2 separate regions of the Drosophila melanogaster genome follow, and region 2 is linked to region 1. Evidence: chromatin contacts called from public Hi-C data. All regions are on one chromosome and are shown on one strand. The core of a region is the stretch at or near the end of the contact, and the rest is flanking DNA. Distances in the headings are between cores, read along the strand shown. Region 1 overlaps Ten-m (Tenascin major). Region 2 holds the start of CG14456.

Region 1 (4,364 bases), core at 392-2,891:
ACTTGACCCCACGCAACGTCAACGACAACGACAACAACGAAAACGAAAACGAGGAGCGTCTCGCACCTAAACCTCTTTTACTACTTTACGGCTAATAAAATAGTCAAAACCAACAATGCAGGGCAACACAAAGGAACCCAGCAAACTGAACAAACAAATAAATAAATAAATATCCAGGCGAGGGATAGTTGACGAACTGTCTGCCCCTACCCGCCTTCATCTCCGCCCTTACCGTATAGGGTTTTCCTGGAGGCGTCTTCAGTTGTGCTGGCTTTTTATGTAACCTATAATTTTCGTAAGTAACCGGAAAACGTTTTACGTTCCCCGGCTTCCGTTCACCGTCCTGGATTATCTGTTCGACCACGTCTTCCTCTTCGGAGCGTCACCCGAAATTCATTTTACAGCCCTTTTGGGTCATTTGTCCCCATTTGGTTCAATTATCACTGAGCTGCGACGGCGGCGCCTGCGCCATATGACCCGCTCAACCGTGAAATTGCCCGCGCTGGATACGGACCTGGACTTCAAATGCTTCTGATCGGACTTGGCCTGAAAGTCGCGTTCCCAGAAGACTGCCCTCGTCCCAGTTGGTTACCAACAAGTCCGCTTTCTTTGGTCCGCCTTGCAGTACAGTTTAGTGCTGGTAATGTCTCCACAGCGCCACATTTTAAAGGACTTAATTGTAGGTCTGGCATAACCAATTATTAGGGATAGACCGTCGCTCAAAGCCCGAGTTCCAAACTACTGTCTGCCGCTTCTGAGATTTTTATGCCGCGTCACGCTCTGGCATGCCGCCGTAATTTTTCATATGTATGAGCTGTTTCTTTTTGTCAGGCCTTCTCCCTGGCTTTCTGTGGCTATTTATTATTTAACATGGGGCCAGCTCAGTGCGAGTGAGTGAGTGAGTGCGTGTGTAAATCTTGTAAATCTCTTGCTTTCAACACGGCGGCCACTACACCTACATACATGTGGCTGCCCCGTTTCCCCAACTTTTCTGCCTGGTCATGGCTTTTAAGAGAATTCTTTAAGCGAATTTAAATGCGATTCATGACAGGGCATTGGTGCGCTGCGAGGTTCTTGCCTGTAAATTGCATGTTTTAGTTATCGTTTTGTTTGGTTTTCAGTTTTAGTTTAGTTGCCATTGCTAAGTGGCCCATCTTCGCGACCTCCTCCAAACAACCCTTGTCATCGTCCATAGTCGTCGGGGGCTAGTTTCTTGAAGCGTCATTAGAGGGAATGTGTTTTGCGCTAAGCTGTGCGCACATTTACTTGTATTATTAATTGAACGTCCAAATAATCTGAACAAATGCTTGGTTTCGAAAGAGCACAGATCGCTCCCTTACCCTGCGGAAGTTTTATTTATTGGTTGCTCGGAGTATTCGGGGTGTATGAACGTGAAATATGCATATGAAATAGAGAGTCGGCTACTGATTACATGCTCTCCATGGCCCAATTAGCTTGACATTGATCCGCTTGATCCCAGCAACTTATACTAACTATATTCGAGCTACGACGCCGAGCTTTGACTCTTAGATGTTGTTGCTCCCAATTCCGAGGGGGATTTAGTCGAACGCGAAAACTGATAACTGAGGCAGTAGTGTGGATTTTTGGTAGCTCGATTAGCTGTGCCACCCACACTCTAATCGCACGAAAACGGATACGGATGCCGAACGCAGCTGTTTGAAATCAGTCATCTCTGTGTGTGAGCTCCGTACAAAGAACGGATGTGAGTCAATCAACAACAATGGGAAACCGAAAACATTTTCAGTAATTCGGAAAAATAGAAATAATGTGAATATTTGCGATTCCACTAACTGTTTGTGCGCCGGCTTGTTTGTTGGCCAACTAACTAATTAAACCGCAGTTCAAATATGTTGGCCGGACAATTTAAAAAGCGTGTTTTGGGAAAATGTGCAAACATCTCTTTTCCCCAGTATACACGACCTCACGTATCCCACGTATCCGTGGCGGGATATGTATCATTGAGCGAAAATCAATTTTTGAGTGTGCACGGCTTCCTTTTCTCGTTGTACTCTTATTTTTTATATGCCACCCCAAAATGTACAGTTTTTCTGTTTGCAACTCTTGAGAGGGGAGGGGAATGCTAAATAAATTTGTTGCCACAAATATAAATCCCACACGTTACGTTTATTTCTGCTACACCTGGATCGCTTGGTGAAGGGTGCCTTCAACCTTTCCCCCCATTTCACACTCAGCCTCCTCCTTCAGGTGACCTTCACAGAGTTTCCATTTTGCTCCCAGCTTCGGTTTGTCTTTCTTTTTGGACGTGTTTGTTTTTCCCGGTGTGTTTTCAATGCATTTTATAGTTTGACTTTTACTTGGAAAACTCAGCTTAAAGTCTTGTAGCTTACTATTTCGCACAGTCAATTTAAAGTATTGTATATGGTTTATATGGTACGTACCTGAAAAGGAAAAGGAAATGTTCTCAGTATGACATCTACGAGAAGCTGAGTTAAATTTAAGGCACTACACTACCGCACTACAAGCAAGTTCCCCTGCTTTCTTTCATTGTGTAATCGATACTTGTTTGAGTTTTGAGCTTACGCATAGATATCAGTTACTTTTAACTTTTCGCTAAGTAGGTGAAGTACAAACGACAATACACTGTATCTAGCATTACAGGAAGTCAATGTTCTGTCCGATCCCCACAGCTTCCCCCGCACAAGCATCTGTGATCTTTGTAATTAAATATTTTTCACAAGGCAAACGCTTCACCGAGATTGTGACTTTCAAAAAATACATCCCATTCATCGGAGTGTTGACTGAACCCGCCTTATCTCTGGATGCACTCATTTGTGGGCTTCAGTTTCCGTTGGATAAACCCCTTGACTTTGCCTTCTATTTTTTACTTTAATTTGTATTCAAATTGCCACCACCCACGCCCCCCGCATTTCGCCTGCATATTTCGGTCTTTGCCCTTGCCCAGCGTCAAATTGGTTGCGAGTTCCTTTCAATTTCGATTTCAATTTATGCCGAAAGCGCTTGTATGTGGAGCTGGAACGCCAATTGTCATATTCTTGGGGTACTCTCATATCGCCTCCTCTGTTCCGCGCTGATGTAGATTACGCAGAACTTTGGCTGCTCATCCCTCCCCTCCGGCTCTACAACTTCTTCTGTCTGCCCGAGATTATTTCTGCATTTCTGATTCAATTCTCGGAAAATTATTCTGGCCCTGGCTAATAGTTCTCGATACTTGGACCCTGATATCGCGCTAACCATGGTCTTCCTATTTATAGACGAATGCTCCCACTCCTTACTCCACTTCGTACACCCTGCAGCCTGGCATCCCGGGGCTTTTAGCTATGGCACTTGAGTCATGTTAATGAGTCTAATATTGAAATTAATATAAATATCAATAGCCGCAAGAGAAACATGCAGTTAAGTAAACAAGAACAGCTGCTTGGGGGTGACCAGAGTATCTGGGTCAAGTTATACATAAGTGTTCATAAAGAAAGCGAGGAGGAGATAGGGATGATCCACTAATTGAGATTCTATGTAATTTTAAGATCTTCCCTTTCAGCATTTATAACAAAAAATGCTTTAATTCGAAATTGGTTCTATGCATAAGCTGGAATTTCAAAATTTTCATACTTTCAAATGGTGTATGCCGTGCTATGTTAACGATGATATTTCATAACTTTATTTTGGCCCCAAATGGTGTTCTAAAATATTTTTCACGTTTATTGTCACTTCATATTAGTGGGAAATGTAATTTAACATTGACAGAAGAACTTATTAATGTCAGCTCCCCCCTCTGTTTTACAATAAAAGCGCACACAGAGTGCGCCATTTTTTACGACACTTGGCTGCTCAAACTAATATCATTTTTATGTCTCTGCTGCTTCAAAGTGTCAATAAAAGTGCTGCGCCAAAAGTGGGACACATTCCGGCTGAGATTGACCCGAAGCCGGCACCGCATACACACACATTGGGCATCGCTGGGGTAAAAGGAGGGGAACTAGGAAGAGGGATTAATTAAGCGCATTACTTGAGCAAACTAATTCATCTAAACTGTCATCATCATTTCGAGCAACTGTCAGACATTAGACGTTGACGAAAAACTTAACACATTACCCAACTTCATTCTGGTCAGGCGGAGCAGGAGAACAGGGGAACTGGGAAGAGGTGGTTAGGAAAAAGTCAGTTTTAATTATGTCGGAGCTGAGCCGGCTAAATATTAATGAGCCAGCACGCGAGCGGGCAACCGGGCAACCTGGCAACCCTTATGAATATTGCATGGCCCTGGCAGCCCATGTGCTAATCAATCAATTTTTTCGACACTCGCAATTGGTCGGACAGTTCTCTGTGTGTTTGCAAAACCACCGACTAACTATGCCTCATGTATA
Region 2 (4,794 bases), core at 1,995-4,494, 320 kb after region 1:
GGTCCCAATTTTCGCCATAGGTCTCTGAATATACAAATATACAATTCAAAGACCCTGAGAGACTTCAAATATAGTTTAACACCATTTCCCCTTTCTTTTTGCCGACAGTGATTACCGCCCGAGGGCGTCATTAGCATTCCATTCGAGTGCGGTGCAAAAGTTGTGATTTCGATTGCAGATCCACCGACCAGCGAATCCGAACAGACAGGGCTAACCCACAGAACTGAGACCGGATTCACTCAATTTCGTGGTTAAGGTCTTGGGTATTGACCATATTACGATGTATGAGGCGTCGCTGCACGAAAGAGTTATGATCTAATCGAGATAGGAGACCCGCTGTAAATCAGCAGGCTATCAGCAGGTCATCGATCCCACCTAATCATAACTGGGTTCTGTCTTTCATAATAGCCAAGAATCGATAATTGCGCCAGCGAAGTATTCGCCACTCACGTGCAAATCATCAATATTCCCTCCTTCTTGCGATCGATTTGCATATCCAACCCACTTTTCCAGTCCCCAATTCGCGTTCCTTTCTGGTACAATATATGCGCCGGTTATTCCAGAAGAACTCTATTTAAATGCAATTTGGAAACGGATTTCAAACGCCAATGGCAATAGAATCGGCTTTTATTTTGGAACCTGATTGGAATTTGAGATTTGGGACTACTAAAGCTCCACCCAGCGCGCTCTTTAAGCCCCAGTCCCCGAGAACCCAAGTCAATATGCGACAATGTGACAATAATAATTGATAACCTTAAAGCCGAAAAAGCACGAACTCGCTTCCAATTCATTTGGTGAACAAGCGTCGAAGGTGAAGCGAACCAAATAAATTCAATAAAAGTCACTCAAATGTCGATAATTGAAATGCGTACACAAGACCAGCCACAGCAAATGCAGAAAATAAGCACCTCAACTGAGCAGGACAGCAAAAAATTAACATTTTTATATAACAAATTTAATTTGGACAATTTGACCGAATCGAAAATTGCATAAATTTCATTTGCAGTCATCCGTTGGCGGAAGGTCGCCAGGTGGGAAGTGGGGTAAGAGGTGGAAATGGAATGGAAAGTGGGAAATGGAAGATTTCGACGGCAAACGGTGCTTGCCAACTCGATTCGCTTTTATGGACCCTAAAGCGAGGCGAACGGCCCAATGAAGATCCATACCAACCTGCGAGTTGTTGGACTTAGTGCCGAAAGTATCCATTATTCAAAGTAACGCTCTGACGTGTACTGGTCGCGCAATTAAGTTCGCGCCCCGAAATTATGTACTGAACGGGAAGCTCAAAGGAGCCGCTCTCTTCTAAGTTATTGCACTTTCCTACTGAAGATTTATAGCTCGATGCGAGCTCGCTTAGATATATGGTGTGGGTAGAAATTTTTGCTTATTTCCCTCTCATCGAGTGACTCACGGGACTCAACGCGACTTTAGCTGCTGTCAACGACTCTCGTCGCGAGCGATGTGCAGTGCATCCTTAATTACAGATTCGGCGCGAAGGGATGGGATGGGATGCGGGATGCCAGGAGATGCCCCTTCTAGGACTGTGCTTCGCGAAAAATGTTAAACATTCGCAAGTTTTTATTATCGCGCTCAAACTTGTGGGAAAGTTCCTTCCCCTGCAGTCGTACGCCTTCTTACGTGGCCTGTTTGGGTAATTCGAGATAGTTAAACAAGGGCCAACAATGCGGCTGTGCCGCATTCAGGGGAAAATACCTAAATGAGGAACAGAACACTTGATTCAGACTGACTTTCAACTCAAAATTTAGTTTTACCTAACGTTAAAACGGTATCACAGCAATTGAGGAAATCCACTTTACAAACGTAAGCCATAAATAAGATTCAATTATATTAAATGCATTAGCAAGTTAAATTAAAATTAATAGTATATGTGTAAAGATTTATGTAATTATCACGTTTCCATTTTAAGTGAATATTCATGATTTTAATATTATCCCAATTTTATTAGACCAGTCTAGTCTAGTGCTGGAAGATAAAGACCCGTATTTCTTTCTCTGTGTGAATGTGAATACCTTATCTACGACTATCGCCCCTACTGGTATCAGCCCAATCATCTCGTCGGAATATGCATTTGCATGGAGCTTCTCTGCGCTCCACACACACCCTAAATCATTGTCGTCTGTTGCTCATCAGCAGCCCCTCCGACGCCATTATCGTCGTCATCAATTGCGCTGCTGGTGGCTGCCTGCAGACAGCTTGTCACCGTCGGGTAAACATGCGAATTTCGCAGTCGAGCAGGCAAACACGTGACAAGCGGCTAAGGAGGATTGCTGGGGCGGTTAGATGGGAGGACAAGACGAGGCGACAATGACGACGTCAATGGTGCGACAAAAGGCAGTTTGAATACTAAAACGAGGCAGTGTTGGACGCGCATCAAAACTTTATTGGATCTCCTGCGGGCAGGAGATACCATGAGGAACATGCGAGGTATATGTATCTTAGCCGAGACTGAACCGCTTCAGGTTGTCGAAGCCTTTGGACTTGTCGATGCGGCCGAAGATGGTCGACCGTACGATCATGCCGCCCTTGTCCGTCGAAATTTTCATGCCGAAGCGGAACTTAGCCTCCGGCAGGAAGCTGGGCAGCATCTCCTCGTCCACATTGTAGTTGGTTAGGCTGTAGGTGCCGCTCCGGATTGGGCACTCCTTGAAGAGGGTGCCGTGCTTGAGAAGGTCCTCGTAGATCGCGCGCACCAGCGGATCCGAGTTGCGCTGCTTCATCAGCTTGCAGAAGTTGAGCGTACGGTTTATCAGGGTAGAGTAGTTGCCCTTGTCCGTCTCCAAACCAAAGTCTACCACCAGCTGAACGTCCTCTATGTCCTGGTGCGTCTTTATATCGATGCTCAGATTTGACTCGCCCGAATCGTTTTGCAGATCGACCTTAAGGTCCAGGAACTTGTCGTTGGCCTCAAAGTCAATGCTCGTGAGGATGACCTTGAAAGAGCGCTGGCGAAGGCAATAAATCAGAACTGTGCCCATGTCCCGCACCAGCCCGATCCACCCCAACTTACCCACGCTCCAGTCAAGGGCATGAGAGCCACCAAAATGAAGGCCACGGCACAGCAGCTTCGGATGACCTCCTTACGCATCTTGCTCCAACTATCCATTGAGGCTGGCTCTTATTCAATTAGTCAGTTTTTATATGTATGCAATTAGAATTAGTCAGGCCCCACTGGGCGACAAAGCGCTCCGAACATTAGGCCCAGCCACGTTGTCGTGGTGAATTAAGTCAACTAAGTGGGTGGACTTTGGAAAAGCATTCAGCTGTTTCGAAACGTAGTCAATTTCCGATAAGATCGAACTGAAAATCGCTCAGCCCATTTGCATATAAATAGTGCCGTCGCCGGACAAAACCAGACAGTGAAGACAGCTTACTGCAGTCGTTCCATAATGTTGCTGTATACCGCGGTCCTGGTTCCCGTCCTGATGGCCATGTGCCATGGCTCCCTGGCCGAGGTGAGAGTTCGCAGAGTAGCGCCTTGCCACTGAACTAATCCCTCAGCTGGCTTCTATTCCAGAAAATGATGAGACCCAAGTTCAAGGACATCAAGTTCTGGAGCGACGAGAAGTTCGTCAGCCACAAGGTGGTCTACGACAACAGCGACCCGCATCTGAACTTCTCCATGGAGGTGCACCAGGAGCTGCACGACGTAGACATCCACGTCGAGGTGCGCATCACCAACAAGCAGGACCCGTACTACAACACTAATCTAAACACCACGCTGAATGTCTGCCGCATCCTGGGCTTCGCCAACAAGTCACCGGTGGGGCGCTTCGTGCACGGATTCATCCGCGAGTTCGGCAACATCGTCGAAACCTGCCCAATCGCCAAGGTGAGTGGAGCACTCTTGTCAGGGTTCCAGCTGACCCTCCCCCACTCTCGGTCACGTTCTAGGGCCGATACCATTGGCACCGCATTCATTTAAAACGCAAATTACAGGGCTCCTACTTCATCAACAAGTTCTGGTGGCCAGAGGACCCAACCACCGCCATGCTGCCCGAGCTGGAGTTCGAGATCATCTGGCAGGCCATGCACGTGGACGCCAGCAAGAAGCGCACGCTGATAATGAACGACCATTTCGGTGGGGACTTCGTCGTCCAGGACGTCAATAATCTGAAGCCCGGCATCTTCGCAATGCTGCCCAAAATCGCCTAGAAGCCCCGCTAGGCTCGGCCCTGCCCCGGAATGAGCTACCCATCTGAGTCGCGTGTCCCAATGGTATTTACTTAATGTTTGTCAGTGTCACTTCGTGTTATCCAGATAGCAAGCAAATAAAGCTGCCGCAGAAAGAGCAAACCAATGATTTTGTTTAAAGGGTCGCATGATTTTTTAATTACCGAATTGTTAAATTCGGGAAGAAAGAGCGATAACTACATAACTTGAAATTAAAAAGTTTCCAACGTCTATAGTTTTCATGTCGTATCCAAATTGCAACATTCCCTTTTTATCTACTTCGTTTTAAAAGAATACTGTTGATAACTATTAAACGACTTTAAAGTTATACTAAGAATATTTATTATCTTGCACTATATTACATTGTAATTATTTAATTGAAAGAAGACATTTTTGTTTATAACTTCTTTTCAATACTGAAAGAAGCGTTTAAAGTGCTTATGAAGCTCATAGAATTTGCCCATTGTCAGTTTCCTGCAAAACCATCATCAATGACAATAAATTTTTTTATATTATTCACGTGCTGCTCTCGAATTTCGACACTCGGCGGGATTCGTGTTTTTGAACCATTCCCAAATTGAATTAAAATGGTACGGATTCGAG

What was found. Hi-C and Micro-C count contacts between places; a contact is called where the count stands out from the background.
Region 2: a Hi-C map of the Kc167 cell line shows a contact between it and region 1, with 1.9 times the contacts expected there. A contact is called at or near these places in 3 of 107 Hi-C or Micro-C datasets (the Kc167 cell line, the OSC cell line and the S2 cell line) and 2 of 7 datasets of targeted methods (both in the Kc167 cell line).

The regions. Positions count from the first base shown.
Region 1 is chr3L:22,364,405-22,368,768 of dm6, forward strand. All of the region lies in intron 1 of Ten-m (Tenascin major), which reads right to left. The region is part of intron 1 of lncRNA:CR45962 (long non-coding RNA:CR45962); the gene reads right to left. Among named protein-coding and RNA genes, the nearest start is that of lncRNA:CR45965, 5.7 kb to the left of the region's middle.
Region 2 is chr3L:22,683,978-22,688,771 of dm6, forward strand. CG14456 reads left to right here and starts at 3,245. Exons shown (of 3, transcript NM_001144526.2): 1 at 3,245-3,473; 2 at 3,536-3,850; 3 at 3,913-4,311. The coding sequence starts at 3,408. The coding sequence ends at 4,173. It overlaps CG14455, which reads right to left and starts at 3,110. Exons shown (of 2, transcript NM_141145.3): 1 at 3,029-3,110; 2 at 2,383-2,963. The coding sequence starts at 3,106. The coding sequence ends at 2,457.